Regions from separate parts of the Sus scrofa genome. Here regions 1 and 2 are each linked to region 3. Evidence: chromatin contacts called from public Hi-C and promoter capture Hi-C data. All regions are on one chromosome and are shown on one strand. The core of a region is the stretch at or near the end of the contact, and the rest is flanking DNA. Distances in the headings are between cores, read along the strand shown.

Region 1 (3,404 bases), core at 842-3,341, 220 kb before region 3:
TTCAACCTACACCACAGCTCACGGCAATGCCAGATCCTTAACCCACTGCATGAGGCCAGGGATCGAACCTTCGTCCTCATGGATACTAGTCAGATTTGTTTACGCCAAAACACGACAGGAACTCCCCTCCCTCTACTCTTAGATCCGTACAATTCACTCGTCATCTAATCATAGCATATAGTTTTGTGTTGTTGGTTATTTTTGGTTGCTATTTAGTCTGTATTTTTTTTAACTTTATATATGTTCCAAGCCCCAACAGAGTAGTGTCATACACACAGCAGGTGACCAGCAAACATTTGTGGAACAAACATGTATACAAATAACATTCCAAGCAAGAGTCAGTCTCAGGGAAATTGACTGGTACAGCAAAAAGGAGCAGGAAGGAAAGGCAGCTTCAGGAACTGGACCTAGCACAAAGACCTTTTATGTAAAAAATCTGAAGGGTCTGAAGATCTGAAGAGACCACCAAGACCACATCCATGTCTTGACTTTTATCCTCTTTTCTCTGTGTCTAGATATGGAAACAGACTTCCTTTCTAGCCAGGATCTGCAGATCCTAGCAATTGCTGTTGGGGTAGGGATGAGCATCATTCATTTCCTTATCCAGTCCTTAATAATGTAAATTTTTTAAATGTATGCATTTATCAGAATGGGTAAATAACTGGCTTGGTTATCAGATTGGCTTGTATTTCTCTTTGTCATCTAGAGGACAGAATGCTGCATTATCAACTGATGCTGTAAGTGCCAGAGTAAGATATTTGCCATGAAGTTATTTTGGGAAATATTCTTCTGTGCCTTTTTTAGAGTGTTTCAAAAGCCAGGAGTTTTTTTTCCTGTCTGGGCTTTACCTGACCTTAAAACCTGTCAAGGGCAGATGTAGTCCACTGCCTGTTCTAGAAGATTTCCACTGGTCAGATCCCTTTTCCTCTGTGAGACTGCTTGGCTGACTACCTCCGCCTTCATGAGGTTGCATCTTTACAGGATCTGCTGATCCTGCAATTGCCGAATCAGGTCATCGATTGCTGCCTTAGCAATAACAAGGCCTATAGCCTTGCTTTTTATTACTTCCAGTCTACTTTCCCCCTTTTAAAAGAATAGTGCACATTTCAAATCGTTTGACCAGGTATATGGAGACTTTTGCAAGCCAATGGAAGAGAAGCCAAAAAATGAACAAAATCCAGCATAAGCTAGATATCCGCTTTCAAATACAGTTTCTGTTAAGGACGCCTTTTAGGCTACGAATAAAATTGAATTATGTGTCTTTTGGGCCACGTTCTCAATTTTTACTACGTCATTTTTCATTTTACCATCCCCCATAACCAGAGCCGGGATGTTATCTCCTGGCTCTTTTTTTCTCATTAGCTCAGCTCTTTTTCAATCAGAACATGTCTTCTCTACCTGTTAGTCTATTAAGAGAAACGGACAACCTTAGGACCCAAGGTGGACCCCTCTTTTTAAGGCGATAAGAATTTGAAGCAGGTTCTGCAGCTGCAATGCAATGTGACTGGAATGAGTAATAGTTTTTCATTCTGTGCAGCGTCTTTCTCCAACTGCCAAATGGGAGATCGTGTCATGGCTGCCTCATGGTGATGAGGTATTATGACACATCCAGAAAAATTCAGAAAGCACCTTGCAGAATGGGCCCTCACTGTGGTTTTCACTTTATTAGAGTCACGGGGGTGGGGGTGGGGAAGCATCAGACAAAAGACTTGGGCTCTAGAATTTGCAGGAAAAATATTCTCCACTAATGGAAGCAAAAATAAATTTCTACCGTTAAAACACGTAATCAGTTTACTCAACGCATTCACATAAAAAGCCGCGAAGCTCTAAACCGCAGGCCCCCCTCCCACTTTGCCCGCAGTGGTGGGCGGGGCTTGTTGCTTGGCCACGCCCCTTGCGCCCGGTCCCTGAGGGGCGCGGCCCACCCCGGCCTCCGGCCTCAACGCCGCGCCGGGCGGGTTTTGCCCCTCCTTCTCAGCAGGAGCTTAGCGGAGGGGACAGGGCGGGGGGGGGGGGAACTGTTCTTGCGCCTGCGCCTTGCGTCGCTGGGTGCCTCAAGGCGACCGCCGCCCGCCCGAGGGTCCTTTGTGCGCCTGCGCGCTCGCGCTCCCGCCCTCTCGCGGCGCTGGGCTTAGTCAGTCAGTCTGTCGGAGTCTGTCCTCGGAGCAGGAGGGGCGAAGCGACTTCGGAGAGCTAGCTGCCGGACTCGATTATTCTCTTTCCCCTCCTCTCTCCCGTCCCACAGCTCTCTTCACCCCTCTCCCTCCCTTGCTCGCGCAGCCATGGCGGAGCTGTCGGCGGCCACTCAGTCCCCGTCCGTCTCGTCGTCCTCCGGGGCCGAGTCCTCTGCGCCCGGTGGCGGCGGTGGGAGCCCGGGAGCCTGCCCCGCCCTGGGGGCGAAGAGCTGCGGCTCCTCCTGTGCGGGTGAGGCGCGCCGTGGGGGGACCTTAAGCTTGGGGGGGGGTCCTGGGGGGTGAGGCCGGCGAGTCACCCTTGCCTACGGGGGCCTTAGCCCCCAGGAACGAGCGTCTGGAAAATGGGCTAAGGGGAGGGCGTGTAAGGTGGTGCTGGTGGTGAGGAAATAACGGCGTGTGAGGAAAACAGGTTGGGGGAGGGGATGTTCTAGAGAGTGGGCGTTAACGCCAAGACGGTGCAGGTGGGGAAGGACATTAGTGCGGGCGAGCCGTCCACTGAACCGGGGTGATTTAGTGGAGCATTAGCGAGATTGAGAGGATTGGGGCAGGTTGGTGGTCGAAGAGATGATTCGTTAACGATTTCGAGGGGATGGCGGTGAAAGGGTTGCATTGCAGGCACGCAGGCAGGTGTTGACATAATCAGACATGCATGGTAGTCTTCCAAAAAAAATGTTTTTTTTTTGGTTGCCCGTGGGGAGGATGAGGAAGTTTCATGGAAACACGCTACAGTGTTTTCTATACTGTTTTCATCTTCCTTAGATTTTTTGCGGCCAGACTCTAAATGCCTGATTTTTCTGAGGCTGCGGGGTAGAGGGAGGCGTGATGAGAATATCTCAGGGAAGATTTGGGAGGGAGCCGCTGATGGTCCAAGATGGATCCGTGGCTGCATCTGCAACACAGCCTGCTCTTCACTGGCGCGGCGTGGGGGTGGGGACATGTAATTAGCTTCTTATATTCTAGACGGGAATAGAGTCATTTCAAGCTATCAACCTGTTTTAACTTCATGCTTTCCGTTGGCTGTTAATGATCGAAATATAACAAAAGGGGGGGGTTACCGCAGAAAGAGGGGAGGGAGAGAAGATTCAGACAAAGCAGGGTCTGGTTGAACCCCCTTCTCCTCCCATCACTGTGAAAGACTAGGAGGGAAGCTGCAGGCCGCTTTTAGTTTCCATTGTATACGCGTCTGCCTGCTGGTGGGAGCTGGCTGGC
Region 2 (3,869 bases), core at 977-3,476, 150 kb before region 3:
GGGGGTGGTAACAGCAATAAAAGGGAGGTGGGTGAGCAGGGAGTCAAAACCTTGGCCCTTTATAGAGAGCGAGGTTCAAGAACAAAAGGATGCAGGGCACAGCTCTGACTTTCTGAGAAATAAGGTGAAGGCCAAGGAGGCGGCAAGCCCTGCCAGGGCCCCTCTTTGAGCCGTAGAGGTACGGTGTACATGCTGCGGCGGTTACAGCCAGAGCAGAGCAGCGGGGCGAGAAGAACAAAGGGGGCATCTGTCTGCTTCCAGGGCTGCACACAGGACCCACCCGCCTGAGGCCCCAGCCAGGAGGGCCCCACCCAAAGAGGATCTCCCTTTCTCGGATAATGCCTCAAATACACCGTCCTGAGAGTCCCACTTTAAGGGGCACTAAGCATGGTCAGTTACCCAAATTTAGGGGCCCACAGGACAGATCCCCATGACAAAGCTGTCAACACCTCCATGGAAAGGAGTTTTTAGGACCCTGACTGTCCTAGAGTCTCGGAGAGCTGATGACTGAAAAGGGATGGCAGAAGGGCCACCAGAGTGGCCACTGAAGATTCTGCGGCTGGGAGTGGCCACCACCCAGTGGAGTCCATTAAGTCTTTCTGGGGATTTATTTTTTGCTCTGGCAGGGAGCCGGCCACTGCCCAGCAATCAGAGGGCAGGCAGTGGAGAAGCCACCAGCCCAGGGGTATTCCCTTTCGCCAAACAGGCTGAGCAATCCCCACCCTCCCTACAGTTTGGACCCTATTTTATTAAAAAAAGGGCCTCCTGACCACATATGCCGAATGGACAGGTGTGGTCATTCTCCCAGTGGAGAATCTCACGGTCTAGGAAACAAAAGGCAGGATCAGAGAGGGCCCCTGTCATCACTGTGGTTTTGTTTGGTTTTGGATCTAGGGAGATCCAAAGAAAAAGAAAGCACTCCTTTCAGGGTTAGAAACCTGGTTCGACTCCTGGCTTCACTGGTAACTTGCTCTGTGACCTTTGATAGGTCATGTCCGCTCTCTGGGCCTAAGCGTCTTTGTCTGCAAAGGCACAGGATAGCTAGCTGGTCTCTGAGCATCCTTCCAGCGCTGGATATGTTAGTCTAAGATGGACTGGCCCTTTAAGAGCCGAAAAAAGGGGAGGAGCTGGGATTCCTTAAAAACAAAAGGGGATGGGGAGTTTCTGGGAGGGGAGCTCGGGGATTAGGACAGAATCTCCCAAGCTGGACAGAAGCTTCGGGGGTCTTAAGGCGTTGACCCTGAAGCAGAGGGATGAAGAAACAGTCTCCTCTGAGAGCAATGAAGAGGACCGGCTGGTCCCGCTATAGCTGACAAATTGTGGCAAATGTTCTGAAAAGAAGGGAGGGGATAACGCGCGGACAGGAGGGGTGTATGCCTTTGTGGGCGAGCCCATCCCTTCAAAAACTGCCCGCCGTTGGGAAGGTACCGGTAGGTCCCCAAGAGGCGCAAGCCATGCTCTTTCCCAGAGAGAACGCAGCGGGGGGAAAAGGGTTCCTTTCTCTAGGCAAGGCCACAGAAGAGAAGACAGCCCAACTTAAAGCAGCGGAGTCCCCAGCTCAGTTCTTCTGAGGGGAAGCCCGGAAAGAGACCCAATGTCTGAGCAGACTTTTAAGAGACAGCCGGATAAGGGAGACCACCTGGGAGTCTGAAAGAGAAAGGGGCGGGGGCCGCGAGCCAACAGCCTAGAGCGCGTGCCCCGTGGCGCCTGGCCGGGCCCTTCGGGGCCCCCCAGCTTGGCCTCCAAGGCGGGGGCCTCGGGGCCCTTTAAGGGGGAGGGGATCCGCCCGAGCCCCGCGGGCCAACCCCGGGAGCAGGGCGGGGGGCTCCCCGACTGGCCCCGCAGCCGCGATCCGCGCCCGCCAGGTGGCGCCCCCGGCCGCCCTGCCCGCGTCCCCCCCTTTGTTCGGCGGCGGAGAGGGGCCCGGAGCCCGGAGCCGCAGCCCTCCCTTCCCCCATGCCGGGGCCCCCACCCGAGCTGCCGGCCCCAGCCAGCTCTTACCGCCGTCGTCCTCCTCGGCTCCGCGCCGCCGCTTGATCCAGAGGGCGGCAGCCGTCGGCCCCGTGCCGAGGCCGCTGCTGGCCCGGGGCCGCCCCTGCCGCCGCCGCTCCGGCTCCGGTGGTCCCCGCTGGGCTCCATGCGCTGCGCTGCAGAGCGGGGCCCCGGGGCGGCGGGGCGTGGGGCCGCGGGGCCGACGGCGGCCCGCACGCGGCGCTCGGTGCGCGGGGCCCCGGGGCGCGGGGCGCATGCACGGGGCGGCCGGCCGCACGGACGGCTGGCTGCTAGCTCGGCGGCGCGGGCTGGACCGGGGTGGGGATTCCTGTCTGGGGCCCCTGGGGCTCCTTTAAGGGCTCCTGGGTAAATTTAAAGGGGCCGCGCGCTATTTCCTCCTGCCAGCTCTAGGGGGGCTGGGGGGAGAGGCGGGAGGCGACGAGCCAGACCAAGGCTCAGCAGCCGGTGCCCGCCGCGGACGTTAGAATCACGGACCTCGCGGACCCGCGCCGCCGCCTCCCGGGCTCAGGTCCCGGCTTCTGAAGGGTCACCGAGGTGGCCAGGGGCGCTTCGTCTGCTGCGACGCGCTTCCACCCCGGTTCGGCTCGCAGCCACTGCCCCCTCGGGGCATCTCCGCGCCCAGCTCCCCGCACAGGCGCTGGCTGGAAGGTCGCCGGGTGGGGAGGCCCGGGTCCCTGCAAGGGGCTGCCTCCTCCCGCGCAAGCTCGGCGCGGGCCCCAGAGCGGACACGACTGGCAGGGGCCCCTGATGGCTGCTGCCCCGCCGAAAGGGTGGAGCCGCGGGGGCGGCCGCGCCCCCTCCCGCGGGAGCCGCCCGCGAGCGCTGGGATTTCGGTCTTCTGCATTGGAGGGGGGACGGGCGAAGCTCCCCCGGAGCTAGCTGGGGCGGGGACCGCGGCCGCAGAGACTCAGGCCGGGGAGAGGGGGCGCGCAGTAGACCCGGCGAGAGCTGGCTTCGCCGCGGCCCGACGCTGCCGGGAGGAGGTGGCCCCAGGATGGAAGCCGGGAGCAGAGGGCGTGTGCCGCGGTGACTCAGGCTCCAGTCCTCGCAGGCCGGGGCTGCCAGACGAAGCCCTAGACGGGGCCTTAGACCCTCTGCATGAGGAGGCGAAGAACGCTGGCCCCGGGCGTGGTGTCGGACACTTGGGGACGCGTGCCACCACAGCTGGGAAGATCTGGGGCGGACCCTGGGTGCGAGCCCCCGGAAGCCTTGGAGCCCCTCAGGTCCCCGAAAGCTGAGAGGAGGGATTAGAGGAGCAGCCAGGAGTGCGGCAGCCTGGGGTCCTTCCGCGGGGACCAGCTGGAGGAGCAGGTGCTTTCTTTGCCTGTGGTTGGTCGCCCACAACAAAGGCGATTCCTAGAGATCCAAATTACAGGGTGCAGGAGGCCATGCAGGGTCTTATTATCTAGAGGTGGGTTTTATTCTCTTCCTTGGGGAGGTGCCCAGCAATCCGTTAAAGTCACCCTGGACTCATTCCTTTGCTTATTCCACACCTACTGTGTGCCAGCATGCTCCTAGGCGCTGGGCAGACAGCAGTGAACAAGAAAGTCTGATACTGTTCCTGACTTAGCACCCAAGACTTATAAAAAAGAAACAATTCCATCCCTTCGGGAGCCAATGGAAATAGTAAATTAATTGGAAGACAGGAAGCCTGTGTCCTAAGTGTGAAGAGGGGCCAGGAACTAAAATGTCTAAAATGCCTAAAAGGTGTCTAGCACCATTGGAAGTGTCCCATCTCTTCCTCAGTCCCCATGATGACCTGTGAAAGATGTCACCTTGGGTCGACAGGGACTCCATCCTACAGCCCTGCTCTCTCCACCGCTGGCCTTTTTCTCCAGAAAAAGCTGCGCTTCTTT
Region 3 (3,393 bases), core at 267-2,766:
GAACCTCCATATGCCACAGGTTTGGCCCTCAACAAACAAACAAAAACCTACAAAGCCCTAAATGATCCTTCCTTACTTGTCTGATTTCACTTCCCACTATTCTCCCGCTGGCCCCACTGTGCTCCAGCCACGTCGTACTAGTTCCTCCAGCATTCCAGTTGTGCTCCTACTGGGGAGTTTCACATTAGCTGTACCCTCAGTCTAGAATGCCTTTCCCCCGGGGTAGCCTTGTGGCTTTCTCCCTCATTTCCAGCAGATCTTGATTCAGATGTCACCTCATGTTTGCCTTCCCTGAACATCTTAGTTAAAACGAGAAACCCAGCTTTCCCCATGTGGCTTCTCTGCTTTGTTTTCCTCTGTAGACCCTATATCATCTGTATGTATTTTACCTGTTCATTCAGTTCATTATCTGTCTTTTCCTTCCAGAATACAAGTTCTATGAGGACAGTGCCTTTTCTCTTTTTTATTTGCATTGATTTCTGCAACAGTGTGTGTAGCATATGGTAGACACTCAACAGGTGTTGCTTGCCTGGTTCTTTGGGGGCCACCACTGCGCTGAGCACTGAAGATGGGATGAGGGGCAAAACCTGACAAAGCCTATGAAGCTTGTCTTGGGCAGCAGTTCTCTGACTGTCATGAGTACGTCCCTACCTGGGGAACTCTTAGAAGGGAAGACTCTGGCTCCACCCCTGAAGATTCTAGGGGAGGCCCCCGGGGGTGTGCACAGCACACAGGCTCAAGCGATTCTGAGGCAGGTCAAGTGGGGGGCACACTGGTCTGTTGGGATAGACTGAAATTAATATGGTCCAGGGCGCCTTATGTCTCATTTTCACAGCACCTTCCACTCTCCATTAAACAGTCGTGTCTGTCTTCCTTCTAAACAGTAATTTTGGACTGCGAGAGTATCTTGCGCCTTTCTATGCCCCCTGGGCTCTGCACAGCGTAGGCGTAGTTGCTAGTCAATGTTTACTGAGAGAGCGAATGAATAGTTAGAAGATGGATGAATGACTCTGGTTAGAAAAGGAATTTCAAGAGTTTAAGATCTAGTGGTTAAGGAACCTGACTAGTATCCATGAAGACAAGGGCTACATCCCTGGCCTCGCTCAGTGGGTTAAGGATCCGGCGTTGCCGTGAGCTGTGGTGTAGGTCGCAGATGCGGCTCGGATCCCGCGTTGCTGTGGCTGTGGCATAGGCCGGCAGCTGAGCTCCAATTGGACCCCTAGCCTGGGAACCTAGATAAAAGACCAAAAGGTGGCAAAGACTTTTTCCCCAAAGACTTGCTCTTTGCCCGAGAGTTGTAGGAGGGGCTGGTATTTCAGAGGTCTCCATGCGTTCGGTAGGCTGGGAAAGGTGGCTGTTCGTCGGCAGACCCTGGCCCGCAGCAGAGAGGGAGCGAAGCTCGGGAACCGCGCTGCCACCCAGCCAGCTGTCCAGGGGCGCGCTTCTCCCGGGACGTTGCCATAGCTACACTCACAGCCTGGCGAGGGGTGGGCGGGCCCTGTCTACGTCATCCCCAGAGCGACGCCGCTCTGCGCCTTCTGCCTCTATCGGGTGCGAGACCCTCTGCCCGCCTCCCCGGCTCTCCACCTGCGCGCCTTCCCCCGGCTCGTCCCCTCCCCCGGCTCTGCGCCGGCGCGGTGCCCGCCGGGGCGCGCGGGGAGCCCGCGAAGCGCATGCGTGGTGCGGGGCCCGCCGCCGCTCAGGTTTTGCCGCCGCCGCCGCCGTTGCCGCCTCCCTGCCGGCAAGTGTGGGAAGGAGGAACTGAGGGCCACCGCCGCCGTTGCCGCCATGGGGGTGAGTGAGGCAGGGACAGGAGGCGCGAAGGCTAGACGGGCTCCCCGCTTCTCTCGCCCCCTGCGCCCCCTTTGTTCCTTGAACCCCCTCTCACGTGACGCCGACCCCCTCCGGCCTCACGTGACCCCCAACCCCCACATGACCCGACCTCCCCAGACTGAGTGTCCCCACGCTCAGCCCAGCCCGGGAATCTGCTGGGGAGCCCCCTTCTCCGGGCCCCACCCCCTCGGTGCCCCCTGCCCCTCGCGTCGCGCCCACCTCTCACTTCCTCCAGGATGTGTTATCTTCTTGGCCTCCCCCAGACCCCCGCACAGTCCCTGGGTTATTCCCCCCCCCCCGCCCCCAGGGGTCACCCATCACCCGGCTGCACCGGCCTCGCGGCTTCCCACATTCTAGGCCTACACTGGCTTGGAGGGAAGCAGGGCACCCAGCCAAGGTCACACAGGGGGTGACTGGGAGCCAGACCCCGACTCAGGCCTCCCGAATCCCTGGCCGCTGCGCTTCCCACTACTGGGATTCCCAGCGAAGCTAGTTTCCCCGGTTTCTTTTGAAATGTCTCCACCAGGTTCTTCCCGCTCCGAAAACATTCTCTTCCTTTTCGACAGAGGCCTGCTTTCAAGGCTCCCAGATGCACTGACGTGGGTCTTATTACTTGGGTTGTTAGTTGTCTTCTTATTGCGGGTGGCTGTACAGAAGGTGAGCCCGGGGCCAGTGGAGGGTCACCGGTCATGGGCCCAGCCACGGATGGATAGTGACCTCCTGTTTTGCAGGAGGCCGCCTGGAGGTACATTTTATGGCCTCCCCTGGCATGTGCTGGAAGAGAGTTGGGAGGAACTTATTCTCATTTTTCTGTGAATTCATCTTCCTAAATCTCAGTTAGAGCAGCATCACTCTGCTAAGACTGTAACTGGCTCTCCCCAATACCCTGTATCTTAGTTTTTTCCATCCAATTTCCACCACCTTTAGGAAGCCCTGACTTTGGAGCCAGAGAGACCTCCATTCCAGCCTCATCTTCTCTGGCCAGTGGCATGATAGTGTGCCAGTGACATGGCCTTTGGGGACTTGAATTTCCTTGTCTTTGTAACGAGGCTGATGATACCTCCCTCTTAGGAGAGTTGTGAGGATCCAGTGAGAGGGTGGATGTAGACAACTACATAGGTGCCTCTTAAATAGCAGTGGTTGTTATTTTTGCCTGTATTCTCAGCCTTTGGTAATCTAAAATAGATTTGTGCTATTTTTAACTTCAGTTTGTCCCTACTGTTATTAACCTAGATTTTTTTTTTCCTCTCCACTCAGATAGGTATTGACTGAATGAATCAACTTGTTAGACAAAAATAGTTGTCTAATCCATGTCCAAGCACTTTATGTAATTCAATGTCAAAACATATTTGTCGTGTTTCAACAAGGACTTTTGGATACTGTGTAGAAAGTCAAGTCTAGAGACCTTAGCCGTATTTAACTTAACCTAGATTTTAGTGAAAAGTCACAGACCTCAGCCCTCATGGAAACCCAGTAAACCTTGGTCCCTGGCTCCAGACTGAGCAGAAAACAAGAAGTATGACATGTCATTCTGGTTCAACACTTCCTTGTTGGTGGAGT

Evidence for each region. Promoter capture Hi-C pulls out the DNA fragments that hold promoters and counts their contacts. Hi-C and Micro-C count contacts between places; a contact is called where the count stands out from the background.
Region 1: a promoter capture Hi-C map of fetal liver shows a contact between it and region 3, with 3 times the contacts expected there. The contact joins the promoter of RTN3 here to the promoter of NAA40 in region 3. A contact is called at or near these places in 1 of 5 promoter capture datasets (fetal liver), 2 of 47 Hi-C or Micro-C datasets (omental adipose tissue and skeletal muscle) and 2 of 2 datasets of contacts at active chromatin or transcription factors (alveolar macrophages and skeletal muscle).
Region 2: a contact with region 3 is called in a Hi-C map of fetal skeletal muscle, with 2.5 times the contacts expected there. The contact joins the promoter of C2H11orf95 here to the promoter of NAA40 in region 3. A contact is called at or near these places in 3 of 5 promoter capture datasets (fetal skeletal muscle, liver and skeletal muscle), 14 of 47 Hi-C or Micro-C datasets (alveolar macrophages, brain, embryonic fibroblasts and 9 more) and 2 of 2 datasets of contacts at active chromatin or transcription factors (alveolar macrophages and skeletal muscle).

What each region holds. Positions count from the first base shown.
Region 1 is chr2:8,353,607-8,357,010 of Sscrofa11.1, reverse strand. It overlaps RTN3 (reticulon-3), which reads left to right and starts at 2,091. Exons shown (of 11, transcript XM_021082903.1): 1 at 2,091-2,424. The coding sequence starts at 2,283.
Region 2 is chr2:8,280,397-8,284,265 of Sscrofa11.1, reverse strand. C2H11orf95 reads right to left here and starts at 2,226. Exons shown (of 6, transcript XM_003122601.4): 1 at 2,019-2,226; 2 at 2,002-2,016. The coding sequence starts at 2,139.
Region 3 is chr2:8,128,198-8,131,590 of Sscrofa11.1, reverse strand. It overlaps NAA40 (N-alpha-acetyltransferase 40), which reads left to right and starts at 1,516. Exons shown (of 8, transcript XM_021082889.1): 1 at 1,516-1,794. The coding sequence starts at 1,789.